2 separate regions of the Mus musculus genome follow, and region 2 is linked to region 1. The links are chromatin contacts, called in public ChIA-PET maps. All regions are on one chromosome and are shown on one strand. Each heading gives the region's core, a stretch centred on a gene start, on an enhancer-like site or on the middle of the called end of the contact. The rest is flanking DNA. Distances are from core to core; before and after follow the strand shown.

Evidence for each region. ChIA-PET counts read pairs in DNA pulled down with a chosen protein or histone mark.
Region 2: a contact with region 1 is called in an RNA polymerase II ChIA-PET map of effector CD8 T cells, with 50 read pairs. The contact joins two enhancer-like sites. A contact is called at or near these places in 5 of 484 Hi-C or Micro-C datasets (CD8 T cells, nephron progenitors, regulatory T cells and 1 more) and 2 of 115 datasets of contacts at active chromatin or transcription factors (CD8 T cells and effector CD8 T cells).

What each region holds. Positions count from the first base shown.
Region 1 is chr3:52,613,922-52,621,804 of GRCm38.p6, reverse strand. It overlaps the pseudogene Gm10293. Among named protein-coding and RNA genes, the nearest start is that of Gm30235, 32 kb to the left of the region's middle. Within about 2 kb of position 2,809, at least 38 of the 459 cell types and tissues checked have an H3K27ac peak or open chromatin away from gene starts, as enhancers often do. A contact at or near this core is called in CD8 T cells and effector CD8 T cells, where this site is marked.
Region 2 is chr3:52,700,058-52,707,940 of GRCm38.p6, reverse strand. The region is part of intron 3 of Gm30235 (a long non-coding RNA gene); the gene reads right to left. Among named protein-coding and RNA genes, the nearest start is that of Gm22798, 19 kb to the left of the region's middle. Within about 2 kb of position 4,315, at least 14 of the 459 cell types and tissues checked have an H3K27ac peak or open chromatin away from gene starts, as enhancers often do. A contact at or near this core is called in CD8 T cells and effector CD8 T cells, where this site is marked.

The DNA.
Region 1 (7,883 bases), core at 1,560-4,059:
TTTTTTGTGTGTCATTAAAGATTTGTTTTTAAAATTTTTTTAAGTGCTTGTATAAGACAGACTGAGGATACCCTCAGGGGTCAGAGGTGTCAGAACCCTAGAGCTGGAGTTTGGGGTGGTTTTGAACCACCACACATAGGTCTGGGAACTGATCTTGGGTCTTCTCCTAGAGAAGTATGTGCTACTAACCACTGAATCATCCCTCCAGCCTCTCGTGTCTTTTGTATGTGAGAGACAGAAACCCACTGAGCTCAGGGTTCATCCTATGGCCTTGGGTGATGGAGGGTTATTTAATGGAATATGGGCAACTTAACGTAGGGTACAATGCTGAAGAAAATTACTCCATTAGCTACCAATAGTTCCTCATGGGGGGAAGGGAGGCCTCGTGAACCCCACCCCCATTGCTGATGGGCTCGATGTTGTGCACATCTTATGCAGATAGCCACAGGTAATTGAGGTCCAGACCACAGCAACTGAGCCACGCCCAGAGGACAGCACTTCACAGCACTGGTCCCAGCCTTCAGCTCTTTCTTTCTGCCACCTCATCTGTGATAATCCCTGGGCTATGGAAGAAAGAGTACAGATGTCCTATTGAGGGCTGAGCACTCCAGTCACTTATCCTCAGGGCTTTGGCCAGTGATGGGTCTCTCATGATGACGAGTGAGTCTTGTACAGACACGGCGCTTTACGAACGAGTTCACTCAGACAGAACAAGATGGAGTTCCTCGTGTCTGCTCAGTGCTGTGCTCCACCCATCCCTCCAGCTCTTTATCTCAAAGCTTTCTATTATAGGCATTGATTTTTCACAGCACTCCTGCTAAGAAGACTCTATTACCTCCATTAAAATACAGAGTAAACCGAGAAGGCAAATTAAGTGACTTGCCAAGGCAAGAAATTAGCGGCTTCACTGGGTTCAAACAAAACCACTCATATTTCTGAGGCCTCTTGGTCAACTAGACACTAAGATTTCTCCGCTCTGTATATTAGGAAAGGGCCCAGGCTTCTAAGTGAGTACAACCTAGCCAGGTTCGAGCCCTCGCTCTACAATTTCCCGAGCAAGCTATTCCACTTCATTAAGTGCTTGCAATTTGGTGGTAATAAGAACACTTGTTTCATAAAATTGCTGAGAGGATTAAACATGATCACGTAAACGGGGTGGTTTCAAGGAATCTCATTATACACCTGGAAGGCTATATCCCTCACCTAGCCCCCTCTCCTCATAAGCGTTTCCTCGTTGCATCAGAAAATAAGAAGACACACCTGCAGCTGTGTGTTTAGCTTTACAGGATGACACACATACTCACAGATAAAGTCAGCTGTGGGAATATTATGACAGCTGAAAACATCCCTAGAAAAGCGGCTCATCAGTAATTATCCAATTCATTCACCCATCATTCGTTCACCAGCCCATATGCCCCCATTCATCTACCCAACTACCCACCCAACTCTCTGTCTGTCTGTCCAGCCATCTCTACTCATTCACTCATCCAGGAACTTGTTTATTCAAGCGTCAATCTATCTATCCACCCACTCACCATGTCCATTTGTGTTTAGTATGCACAGTAAGCACAATCATATTCACCACCAGCTACTCAGGCATAGAAGAAAGGAGGTGGAGACTGAGACCAAAGGTGTTAAATGTGTATATTTAGCACCTCCATAGATAGATAGATAGATAGATAGATAGATAGATAGATAGATAGATGATGGATAGATGGATAGGTGGGTGGGTGGATGAATGGATGGATGGATAGATAGATAGATAGATAGATAGATAGATAGATGATGGATGGATGGATAGGTGGGTGGGTGGACGGACAGACGGACAGACAGACAGAGACAGACAGACAGACTGACAGACAGGTGATGGATAGGTGGGTGGATGGATAGATAGATAGATAGATAGATAGATAGATAGATAGATGATGGGTGGGTGGGTAGGTAAATAGATAGATAGATAGATAGATAGATAGATAGATAGATCCTCCTGACTGCTACCTGTGTTAGCTCCAAGAATACCCTAATGAGCAGGTCAAGACTGGGCTTTCCCTTCATGTAACTTACAACCCAAATAAATCCTAAAACAAACCTCTCTTCCTATAAGACACCACTTCTTATGTCAACTACTATTTATTGAATACCTACTAAGTACAAAATGGACTTAAGTGCTGCCCACCAAGAAGACAGTATAGAGAGATAGAGTTTCACCATAACTGATGTTTCACATGCTCCCTACAGACAACTAACATCAGTAGTTTTCACCAGAGGGAGGACAGGGATGGTCAGAGGCATGGAAGAACTACAGCTGAGCAAGCGATGGAGCTCGTTCCTCTCACATCTGCAGCAGAACCCTTTGTCTCGGGGCTCTCTTTTTCTCCTGTTCTAGCATTGCTGCAAGCAAAAGCAGGGGCTAGCGGAAGTATGAAGACCAGGAGAGGCTGGGCTGCTGGGTCTCCCCGTGTTCCTGATAAGCATACTGTGCTTGTGGACATTGAGGGGTTATATGGGGGGATTATTTGGGGTCTTGGTTTTGTTTGTTTGTTTGTTTGTTTTGGGTTATTTTGGTTGGTGGTTTGGTTGGTTGGTTTTTTGAAGACAGGTTTTCTCTGTGTAGCCCTGGCTGTCCTGGTTCTGTAGACCAGACTGGCCTTGACCTTTGAAATCTGCCTGCCTCTGCCTCTGGAGAGCTGGGATTAAAGGCCTATGCCACCACCACCCAGCTGAGGTATTTTTGATAACTGCTCTCTTCTCTGTTAAGCAGGGCCAAACCTCTATTTGTCTACTTTCCATGAACCATAGTGAGGTCACAGCTAAGGTGTGTAAACAGTCTGCTTACGGCTATCAGATACTCCACGTCTGTGTGTCAGGCTTTGTATCCTGTCCCCTCTGTGAGATGTTGAACCAAGCAAGAAAGAAGGGATACAGTTATGTCTGAAATATCCTTCCCATCTACCTGGCTCCTGAACACCTATGTACCCTTCACCTCTTCACTCTGAAGTTGAAAGATAGAGAAGTCCTTCATGAGCCAAAGCTTCCCGGGTCCAGTGGGCAGCGTGCTCTACCCTGTTTCTAGTCTGTGCAGCATCCAGGGCTTTAGTTTCAGTTTCTTTTGTGGTAAAAGAATTGGAAATTGAGCTTTGTACTTGATAGACAACTGCTCCATCAAGGAATCATAGCCCCAGAGATTCTTAACTTTATTCTTAGTTATTGCTGCATCTTTCGCCCTGAGAAATGGCAACAGTGCACCAGGCAGGACTTTGTCTGATCATCTTTGTCCCAAAGCATTTAGCCTTATTTCTGACATAGAGCCATACTTCATGAGTATGCCAATAACAAGAGTAGCTTTTCATAGAGGAAGCACTCTCGGGTTAGCAATATCCTGTGTACTTTGTGTGCACCATTTGCTAAGCCCCACCCCCACCCCTCCAAAACAATGTTTTGAGCATTGCACTCTTATCTTCACTTTACAGGTGAAAACTCAAGTCACAGACTTGCCCCAGATGAAAACCTTATTCTCGTTTTGAGACCCTATCACCTTCGGCAAACTGTAGGTTAAACAGTCTGAGACGAGAGAAGTTATGATATTATTCTAAAGCCGGGAGGTTATTAAAAAACAAACAAACAAAACATTAGTCTAAGCCAGTGCTGAAGCAATGGGGTGTTCTTGTTTCTCCTGCCCTACAGAGGATCCCAGCCAAGCTGTGTGGGCTCACTGTTTTGCCCAGTTCATGACAAAGGATCACCTAATAAAATAACATAAAGTATAACCAGTGCTTTCTCACACTGGCTCCGAGGATAAGATTCCGTAGTCCAGATTTCACCCGTTAGCTTCCAGTGACCTTCCCACTGACCCCTTCCAGTTTCCATTCTTTAAGGCTCCTGTTGCAAGCTCACTGGGTAGCACTCACAGCAGGAGAGAAAAGACCTTCTGCTTTTCTGAGCGGTAAGTAACACTGGCCATTTCTACCCACTGCCTGCCTTCAAAATTCATCCCTTTGATAGTCACAAACCCAGAAATTTCATAACAAAACTGAGTGTGTGATATTCTTATTCATGGAAAAGGGTACAGCTATCCTACTGCATGCTTCACAGAAAAAAAAAAAAAAAAACAGCTGAAGAGTGGAAAGCATCGAACGAGGCGGCTCCCTGGAGCAAAGGTGTACAGTTTAAACAGTTACACAACCACTGCTGCAAACCAGAACATTCCGTACAGGCAGAAAAGGCTTAATTAGGCTGAACCAAGAGTCTAAGGTCATCTGATTCAGAACATTTCACAGTCTGAGCTGTAACATTAGCAACCTACAGGCCATCCCACCAGACCCCCATGGGCCCCAAATGGAAAGCATTTTGTTTCCTTCACCCAGGCTTAATTTAAGAAGACAGAGAGTTGTTTATGTGCTGTATATACATGTGTGTTTAGGGAGACCGTGTTTGAGTGTTCTGTGGGTGTCTGTGTCCAAATCAAAAGAAGCATATAAAAGATGGGAACACGTTATGGCAGCAAAGAAGTATTATCCCCCTAAGTCCCCTAGGATGGGACAATTGTCCCATAGTCTATAATTCATTTCTTCTTTTGTTCTTTAAGTTGTAATTCAAGAGAACAGCAATTCAGCATTGGGCTCCATCACAAGACACAAACCCACGAAAACCCACATGTCCTTCACCTGTACCTACTGTTACCACAACAGATGACCACAAACCTATTATCTTAAAACAATACAAATCTTCCAGATATGATGGTGCACACCTTTAATCCAAGTACTTGAGGGGCAGAAGCAAGCCAGTCTCTATGGGTTTGAGGATAGCCTAATCTACACAACAAGTTCTGGGCAAGTCAGGGTGACATAGTAAAATTGGTCTCAAAACCAATGCTATTATGCTGCATTCAGCGATTCAGAAATCCACAACTGGGTCCCTCGATTGAAAAATCCAAATGTGACATTGGTAAGGCTTGGCTCTGTCTGGAGGCTCCTGGTGACTCTCCATTTTTCAGACTTTCCAGCTTCTAGAGGCCACTTGCATACCTCCACTCCTGGTCCCCGGTGTTGAGTGACGCAGTATGCCTTGTTTTGCTGTTGCCTAAACTCTCCACACTCCCACCCCCCTCTTTCAACTCATACAGGCAAATGGGAGTGGGGGCAGTTTCCCTATTCCTGACTCAAAATCTTCCCCAGCACCTTCCAACACTCTTCACGATATCGAAGCTATCATACATCCCACTGCATTGTACCAAAATCCGAGGTCACGTGGTTTACAGGTTCTCTTTAAGGGCATTTTCTTCCCCTTCCACAGCCCCAGCCTGAACAGTTTTTACTTGTGTATCTGATCAGAGTGGATTCACACTTCTTTTATTCCATTGTTCCTCGTTAGACCCCTTGAGTATGCTTTAAGACATTTTCACATCCATGGCTTGTTTACCATTCTTAGGGATCTCCTGGATCCCTCTTCACCATGAGGGTATGTTCTCACTTCTTTAAATGCCTCCTTCCTAGACACCTCATTGTTGCGGGAAATATTAAAAATGACCGGCAAGTTCCCATGCTTCTCACAGTACACGGGGCACCATCGGGCCACACGGCTCCAGCCAGGTGATCTCAACTCAGCAGTCTCTCTGTGCCAGAGCTCTGGAGTTCCCTTGGCAGTTCACTGCCATGCCAGCACGACCGTCCACCCCGCAGTCAGCCACCCTCAATACCTAGCAACCTGGTGGAAACAAAACTCTTGAAGCTTATAATTAACCAGTCAGATTTATATATCACTAAATTCTCAATTCACAAGATGCCCACACAATAATTTCTGTGCCAATTGATAATGATACAAGCTGCCCACCTAGATTAGACAACTTACCCCAATTATTTTATCCCTATATATAATAACATATCTACCTGTGACTATTCAAAGCCACACTGGTTCTGAACCATCCTATCCGTCGTCCACCTTGCTTCCTCTCTCTCTCCTCCATCCTGTCTCTGCAACTCTTAGCTCTGCCTCCCTTTTCCCTGTCCAACCACAGGCCCTTCTGCTGCACTAATATTTAAACTAATTGGACAGGGAAAATCCTGCCACACCCCATTACCCAACGAAATTATCCATTATTTAAAACACATTAGTCTGACTTTTGATTTTGAACTAAAAGTATAATGTTCATAGGCTTAGGAGCAAATGGTCTGGCGTAAGTCGCCCGGACAGAGCCCAGAAGGGCACTTCTACCATAAGCTTCTGACCCACAGAATCTGTGCTTCATATCCAACACATCTTAGTCCCTACCAGTTCCTGGCCTACCAAACCGTGGCAGTTCCCTGATACATTTATTCCATTTGGAGAATGAGTTTTACCTAGCCTGGTTTCTAACCTCTGGATATGAGTAGTGAGTCAAATGATAGCATCCCTGAAATTTTGTCCTCACCCTATCCAGTGGTCCTCAAGCTTCCTAATGCTGGGACCCTTTAATACAGTTCCTCATGTTGTGGTGACCCCCCAACCACAGAATTATTTTGTTTCTACTTGATAAGTATAATTCTGCTACTGTTATGTAATCATAATATAAATATATGATATGCAGGCTGTCTGATATGCCACCCCCCCCCCAGAGAGTCTGGACCCACAATTTGAGAACTACTCCTAATCCCTTAATCCTGTAAATATGTCACCTTACTTAGTCTACGATGGGACCAAGGCTGAAGAGCTTGTGGTGGGAACAGTACCTTGGATAACTTGGGCATCCTGATGTAATCACAGAGGTCTTTCAAATGAGTGGAGCTTTCCCAGCTGCCGATAGTCAAGACAGAACATTACTAGGGGGGCTTTGACACTGTCCTGCTGACTTTCTCTCCCAGTCTCTGCAAACAGCTGAGTTCTGCAGATGCTAGAAGGGACAAGAAAAAGAGATGCGGTCTCTCCAGTCCCTTGTAATTAGCCTAGCAACCCCCTGTCAGACTGTGTTAGGCTCATATTACTATAGTAATATGTCTCAGCTGCCACGGAAATTTCATACAATGTACATACATTCCTTTTCATTACATATTGATGACCTAAGCCCTCAAAGTTAATGCATTTTAAAGTCGTTAGTGGATAAGCAACACCCTCCTCCTCCAGATCATTAGCCCTCGCATAACGGGGACCCCCACAGGAACGCAAGTGAGTAGATGCAAGATTAGTTATCATCTGGCATTTCCTGAACCAATCCCTGCCTGGTCTGCTTGACCTGAACCTAGGCAGGCTTTATCTCTATAAGGTGTTCTGTGCTCCCTTGTCTTCTCGACACAGAAGCAGCAGTCAGTGTTCCTCACATCTGCCCTCAGCTCCCGCTGTACACTGATGTGCGTACACACAGACACACAGTCACACACACACTCTGTCTGCAGTTCTCCCTCTATACTGATGTGTGCACACATGGACACACAGTATAGACAGAGACTTATACACGTATTCTCTAGTGTTCTACTGATGACCTAGGGTTGGTGAGCTTATTTCCTATCCTGAGAGCTTTATCATATTGTCAAAGGGCAGACTGTAAAAAGGAAAGACTAGGTCAGTGGTCTTCAAGCTTGAGAAAAAGACTTACACTAAATATTTTCTTCTATAGAATTCCAAGAACTTGACAGGGAAGATGCCTACAAATACCAGGTAACATGGGCAATTTCAAAATAGACAGTCATTTTGCCTTGTTCAAAGCATTTCATCCTGTACAAAGGTTGCACACATCCTGTACACTGGTTGTGGGTAGTGTGGACAGAGAAGGACAGTGGGGACATACTTTTAACACTTGAACTTTTTTTTTTTTTGGTTGGGTGCAGCAAACTTTATTGATGGTATTCAAGAGAGTAGGGAGGGCTCCCTAGGCCCCTCCTGTTGTTATGGGGGTCTGGGATGGAAATTGTGAG
Region 2 (7,883 bases), core at 3,066-5,565, 85 kb before region 1:
GGAAGGGCCCGAGATCTGACTAATTGTTCTCCAGATGGAAGTGTCATTTTGGGGGCGCTTTGGAGCTATAAGGAGGAAGGACATAGCTGAAGGAAGGTCACTCGTGGCAGGCACCTTTGACCCTGAGTCCGTGTACTGCTGTCTGTCTACAGAACCGTAGCAAGACTAGCTCTCTGTGATGAGGCTCCAACACTGAGCTGTTGTGCTCAATGGCATAGATCTAAGCAACGACAGACCGGACCTTCTGAAAACCATGAGCCACCCATTCTTAATGTGGCCTCAATAACAACAAAATACTGCTAATAATGGCTATAACAATAATAAGTCAATGCACCTAGAACAAACAGGTTGGTTATACTGTTTAGCACTTACCTGGCTTGCAAGTCTATAGCCCTTGTACAAATGTTTCCACAAGGAATTGTTTGCTGTCCCTAAGTGCGTTTACATACAAAACAATTATGGAGATATAAATTGTTTTGTTGGTGGTAATAAGTATTCTGTGAAGATGACCCTAGAATCTCATTTAATCACGCAGTATTTTGAAATGTTTACAGGTCATACAATCTAATTACTTCTGTCTTCAAACCAAACAAAAACTTTCGCACTGCTTACACCACAATGACAATAGCACAATGTTCTTCTATAATAGAGAATGTTTGAAAAGACCCAAACTGAATAGAAAAGAGAAATAGTTATAAGATCCATAGCCATATTAGTTAGCTATTGCTGTACTAGCAAGTCACCCCCCAAAATTCTTTTAATTAAAAAGTAAACCCTTTTTTTTTAATGCAATTTATACAATAGCTAGAGGTCCAGCTTCTGGTCTCGGCTGTACTCTTTTATCCAACCGTGGAAGCTGGTATAACTGGGCTCTGATTGGTTCAGGAGGTATACATCCAAAGATTGCAAAACTGAGGCTTCACCCTACTAGAAGGCTCAATTGGATTTTTTTTTTCTCATCATGGTAATCTGCCTGTATCAGGGTTCCAAGGAGTAGATAAATACGTAAGACTTGGTGATGCACAGGCTTGGAATGGAGGCTTTCATGTCTGTTATATCCTGTTGGCCAAAAACAATGGCAGCCATCTTCTAGGTGCTGGAAAATCATCTTCACACCCTCATGAGAGCAGCTGCAAAATCCCATGCAGAGGATGTGTGTGGGCAGGCTGTGGGTGTTGAAAGCAGTTTCTCAGTCCGCCACCATGGTACATTTATTGGACAGATTGTATTCCAACCATTACAAAAGGAAGCCCATGTAGCAAGTTAGGAGATTAAACAACAAAACAAACCAAAAAAATATGGCATTAACTTTTATAACAAGCAAATAAACATTTAGAAGAAAGCACAGACGATAGTTGCATAAGATGGAGAAAAAGCCTTGGTTTTAGCTGCTTTTTGTAAAGTATTCTGACTTTACTGAAAAATCCACACCTCTTACTCTGACTGCATGTGATGTAATTCGTATTTTATACCTTCAGTTGGATTTGGCTGATGTATTTAATGAAGAAATTATGAAGAGAAAGAACAAATGGACTATTTAAAGAAAAAAAAATTGGACAAAACAATTCAACCCCAAAATTCCATGCCAGAAATTCAACTGACAGGGAGAATATAATGTGACAGAATGTGCTTGCTATTTCCAGGGAAACGGAGTTAAAGAGAGCTTTTAGAGGATAAAGCAAAAAGCTTTTGGCTGTTACAGTACTTTCCACAGGAGTAAAAACTTTCATTGTGTGACTAAATCAATGGAGATTATTTCCTCAGTCAGAATTGCCTTTGTCTGCACGTGTTCTTTGCACGTATCTATTTTTGTTTCTGACTCAGTAGCCAGGTCCTGAAGTGAGTGATTCAATGGAAGGTGATGCTGAACTTTGTATGGAAGTTACTACATAGAGCCTTTGACTGTTTCCAAGGTCATTCACTGACCAGCAAGACACAATGAAGTCAGCATTGTGGGCTGACTTCATCTTCCCAAGCTACGGTCCTACTAAATCTATCAGCGAGCTGTGGTTCTAACAGACTTCTCCAACATGCAGTTTATTTAGGGTTACTTTCAATATAGGATTCACCTGCAGCAGCCTCCTTAGCAAGCAAACCACAGCAGCTTATGCAGTCACATGTAAACGAGTGCTAGCGATGTGAAAGGCACAACTCTTCTGGAAGAACACTAGACATTGGAATTGTGGAGATCCAGACTATATGGCAACTTGTGTCCTGAGAGAAATCAGCCCAATGGGCAGTAAGACCACTTACACATTCTCCTGTCCCAAGATTAGTTGCAGAGAAGTTGCTACCAATGTCTGCAAGTATCCACACCACTATTCTGTGGTGCCCTGGCAATTTTCTTTCTTCCTGCAAATAGCAGAGGGCAGATAGCAGGAAGGCCCACCCCACCTTCCACATCGCCTCCACCCCAGGAGAATGTATAGATCTAGCATAGGAAAGAATCATAGTTCATCAGACAGGGTAACCTCAGCTTCCCCTGTTCCAACTTATATTTAGTGCTACTAGTCCAGGGCACATCCTAATAGCTACCAGTCCATTGCTCAGTCCTACCCTACCCTGTAATCTATCCCTTCACCTTGCAGTTTTGTCCTGGAATGCTTTCTTCTTAGACTTTAGCAAAAGGGGTACTCGGTCTTTTGTCTCATCACTTACAACTTGTTTATAGTTCAAAGAGCAAGTCCTTCCTGAGATTTAGTGGTCACAGTGTAATGTCTCATGAAAGTTGACTCTGGGCAGAAATCTAACAGAAGGAGACGTGACTCAAAGCTACTCACAGGACTGAAGCAAGCCAGGGGGCAAGGAATTGGGTGTTTCAAAAGGACAACCATGCTTAAGGGTCTCAGGTGACTTACTCTGTGGAGGTGGGAATCCTGAAGAGATGAGACACACTGGAGTTGAGCAACATTTCCTAAAGCATGTATGTAGATCACACAGGGACTTTTGTGGGTATCAGCATCATTCAGGACAGAGAAGAAATGCAAATATGGTTTCCAGTTTTGCCTTGTGAAGTATTGTCAAGTATTGTTATGTGTACACAATCATATATTGTAAACAGCAGGTTTAACCTGAATTCACTGACATGCATCAATCAACTTCCCAGGATGCCTTCCCATACCACCCTCTGCCTATGGATTATTGCATCATGATGGTGGAACAGTAAATTAGTCTTACAGACAAGGTCAGCACTCTCAGTGCCCTAAACTACCTTAGTTAGGCATCTGGTCGACCCTGTTATTGTACACATGGATTGAGCCACAGAAGGGAGGAATTCTTGCTCTCAACCCTACAGAGCTGGTTTGTGGCTCTGCCAGACCACACCCTGAACCACTCTTATACTTCTTTATACTTTACCCAATTCTACTCCTAGAGACTCAGTCATTAGAATACTTGTGAAGAACAAAATCCAGTTTTATTTCAGTATCTTTGTAAGACTCTTCATATAAAACCTTTTGCAAGCCAGAAAAAAAAAATATCCTTCCCAGCTTGTGCAAAGTACAACTCAGAAAAGACGGGTACCAAAGTTGCATCACTGGAATAAAAGCTTAGCTAGTGTCATGGCTTATCTTCATTGAGACCTTGATGAGTTTGAGAAGCACCTACAAGACCAATAAATCACATATCTGGGTATCTCTATGAGGGCATTTCCAGAAAGACTAACCCCTGAATGTTGATGGTACCCGTCTCTTATGCACAGGGCCCAGATGCAATCAAAGGGAAAAAGTTCACCAGGAAGAACTATCTCCCTCCCTTTCCTCCCTCCCTTCCCTATCTGTTTCTCTGCTTCTTGGCTGCCCCAAGGTGAGCTAATCTATTAAGCCACACTTTTGGTAGCTATGAGGCACCAAAAACTTCTGAAGTCCCCCCTCCTTACATTGTATTTGGTTTGTTGGTTGGTCGTTTGGTTTGTGACAAGTTCTCCATATGTAGCTCAAGCTGACTTCACTCCTCTGAGCTGGGACTATAAGCATATGCATCTTGCCTGGTTCGTGAGTTCCCTGGCTGTTGTATTTTTGTCACAGCGAAAAGAAGCTAGCAAAGAAAGTACGCATGTTTAGCACTCTACTGTGTACGCTATGTGCATTTCTCCTTGTAATCCTCATTATTGTCTCCATTTTACAGTTGGGAGAACTGAGAGTTTTGAGAAGCGTATTTGTTACTTTTCTTATTGCTGGAATAAAACACTTGGCAAAAGCAACCCAAGAAAGTAGTGTTTCCTTGGGTTCATGGTTTTCAGAGAAGGTATGACCACAGAAGCGTAAGGTGTCAGACCACACTGCCTGCATATTCCGGAAGCAAAGACAGAGGCATGTCACACTTCACTCATGATCCATCTTTCACTAACTCTGAATCTGGGGACTGGTGCTCTCCATGTTCAGGTTGGGTCTTCCTTCCTTAGTTAAACATATCTGGAAATGTTCTTAGTGACACATTTGGAAGTCTGTTTCCATGGTGACTTTAAACCCAGTAAAGTTGACAGTAAAGATTAACCATCATAAGAGACGCAAAACTCCACTTAAAAGCTCACAACTGATGAGAGATAGAGCCAATATTTAGATTTGTAGTGTAAGTGAAAGCCCTAATATAATGACTATAGTCATTATAGATAAGTGTCATTCCTAATTCATCCCCCGAGATTTTAGCTTTCTAGGGTCCAGTACCCAGAGTGTCTCTCCTGGAAAGCCACCCTCTGTTCTGGCATGTAAGGAACAGACTCGTGAAAAACACCATCCTGAGCCTACTTCATCCCACGTTCTTCTTCCAAGGCTCCAGAAATGTGGTCTTCCCTTATGATGCCAATTAGGCAAGAACAGATGGTCTAGTTCTTCTCAGTTGTTACCCATTCAACATTCGTGGAAAAAATCCTGGAAGGTTTATTTGCAACATAAGTGTCAGCCCCAAAGGAAACTTCTTTTTTAATTTCTTGCCCTCCCTAGGAAAAGAAGAGTTCTAGAAAGAGACTTTCAGCAACTTTGGCCAAATGTGGCGAAATGTGTACATGATAATGTAAGGATTCAAAAGGCGTGTACGCAAACAGATCCAGTAGTTATAGTCATCGCTATGACATCTGATAGGGTGACTGGTAACCTTGAACTTGCCAATAACCAGCAGAGTGCACTTTGTGAGTGACTAGATCGGGCGAGAGGCTAGCATACTAGCAAAGCGGCTGGCCTGTTAGAGGGGTATGACATCCTCCCATCTACTCAGCCCTGAAGCAGACAGGTTTCAAACCAGCTTCCTCGTCTCTGACAAACATCCAAATTTTTGATAGCAACTGAGAACCTTATGAAGCAATTGAATAAAAGGATACACTCAAAGCCACTAGAGAACCTTCCCATACCATCTCTTTTCATCTCTTCAAGAAAATGGTGTAAAATTCCAATTTATATACTGGGCACATACCCCAAAATGTAGTTTTCGCTTCTTTGTAAAACTCGAGCATTCCAAGAGTTAAGCAATTTTGATCATTTTGAAAGTAGCTGTCAGATTTAATATCTGCTAAGGAGACAGAGGGCAAATGTATTCTGGAGCCTGTTATATAATTTACAGATTATTTTTGCAATTTATATTCCATCAAATAGGGTATATTAGACTCTCAGAAAGCACGTAATGATCAATTAATTTCAGCAGAGCAATCTTGGTGGCACTTAGGGGACAGGCATGATTAGACCCTTTTCTAGCTGAGTCCCAAGGTCAAGTCATCAAATATGACTGATTACAGTTTCTAATGGTTTCTCCATGCCCATTAAAGAGCACTCAACTATTCGGCTCTCCTCTGATCGTGACATTCAAAATTTGCTCTGATGGCTCCTGACAAGCAAAAATGTATTCTCTAATCTTTAACCACATAAACAATAGCTAACCACTTGTAATTGAGTTTAAATTGATTTCAGGTGGCTTCAGAGAAAAGCAATTTCTACAACAGATTAACCTCTTAATTAAAGTATATTAGGAATACTGTCAGGTGTAGAAATTCTGCTACAGCAGAAAATTATACCTCATTGACATTCATTTATGAAAGAATTGCTGCTCTGTTCCCAGGTAACAGGCTACGTATGTGTGCTTCTTGCTTTGCTAGGTCAATGCCAGCCTAATTTCAGTCTTAGAATATCAGTCCTTTCTATAGGACAGGATGTGGGAAAAGATGAGGCGACATGAAACCACATGACCTTTACATCTTTGCAAAATTACCTTTCTGAAGGGCATCAAACCATTCAGCAAATATAAAAAGCTCCCTTAAATTAGCTAAAGAATGGGGAAGATCCAGACAACCGGACAAGTTTCTGCAAGGTGCTTGATTATTTTAAGAATGCAGTAACATTGTCCCCCAGCCCACCCCATCCCCCAAGTCCTTGCTACACCAGAACTCCTCTGACCAGAATCAGGTAGAGATGGGCTGCAGAAACACAGTCCTCTGCTTCAGGTCTGCTGAATTAGAATCAACATTTAACTAAGATTCCCCAGAACATTCGGTGAGATATTAAAGTTAAACAAGCTATGCTCTTTGCGAATGCATGTTGTTCAAGTCATATAGCCTCAAGATGTGTCATTGCAACCAAAAGTATTGGGTCCATTTGATAGACCAAATACACAGCCTGGCTTATTTCTCTGTGCTTTTTGACTGTCTAGCTCCATCCTTCTGCAGTCTCCTTAGGCCCTCAGACTGCATAAATCCCCAGGGTGCATTCAGCTACACCTAGCCAGGTCTTATTGAGAGAGTGAGGATTTAGAATCAAACTTTGTTTTTTTTCTCTACCTGACCCTGGTAGCCTGCCTTACTGGTGCTAAAATCTTTTATTTATGGCCTGAATTGTCTCACCTCTGTTGTCCCCAGCTTCGATTGTGATGTTGCTACAAACTTGATTTTTCTTTTAACATTTTCTCACCTAGTTTTGTGATAGGCATGTGCATAGATTATCTCTATAAGTGTAGAGCCTGATAGCCCATTCATCCTCTGTCGGTGACAGGTCCCAGCCCGCCTTAACATGACTTGTGCTTACTTAAAGGGAGTCACACAAAAATGGAGGCGATAAAAAGACCCAGGTGTCATCAATAAGGATGGATTAAAGTAAAATAATTTGTTGAAATTTCCCCACACACAGTCCCATTTTGCCTAAAAACTTTTTTTATGTATTTTTAGTACATAGGAATATAAATAGATAAACAAATTAAACATTTACTACGAATAAAATTATTTTCAAGCAATCCTCAAGCTATATAATTTTACCATTGATAAAAGAACATCTGCATACTACTGAAACAAACAGGCTTATTTATTTTTACTTAAAGAATTAAGCCTTGAGGTGGAAAGATGAATTACAGGCTAAGAGTACCTGTTGCTCTTGCAGAAGACCCGGGTTCTATTCCCCACACCCATATGGGGCACCTCATAGCTACCTATAACTCCAATTCCTCCAGGGAATCTGACACCCACATCGCTTCTGCATGTGTATGTATGTATGGCCCACACACATAGCCTCAAGCATGCAAAAGTGGACATCATTTTTTTTTTTTTTTTTTTTAGTCTTTAGAAAAGAAATGAAACCTTGTCTGACTGTTGGATACTGCAGGAAGATTTAGTACTGCAGGAAGATTTAGAACAACTTTAGGGTTATTTGAATTGATCCTTATTTTGAGTTTATAATTGTCACTGCTGAGAATGCTCTTTCTACAAATATATAGTAGAAAAGTGAAAGGCATATGCTTAAGGCCACTTCAGAAATGATTGGAAAGTCCATCTAAATACCAGGCCAAAATTAATTTAATTCATTTTTAAATGAAATTCATATCAGTAGCTGTGATGGTTATTCTTGTCAACTTGACTACATCTGGTGTTAACTGAATCCCAAAAGGTTGGGCACACTTATGAGGGTTTTTTG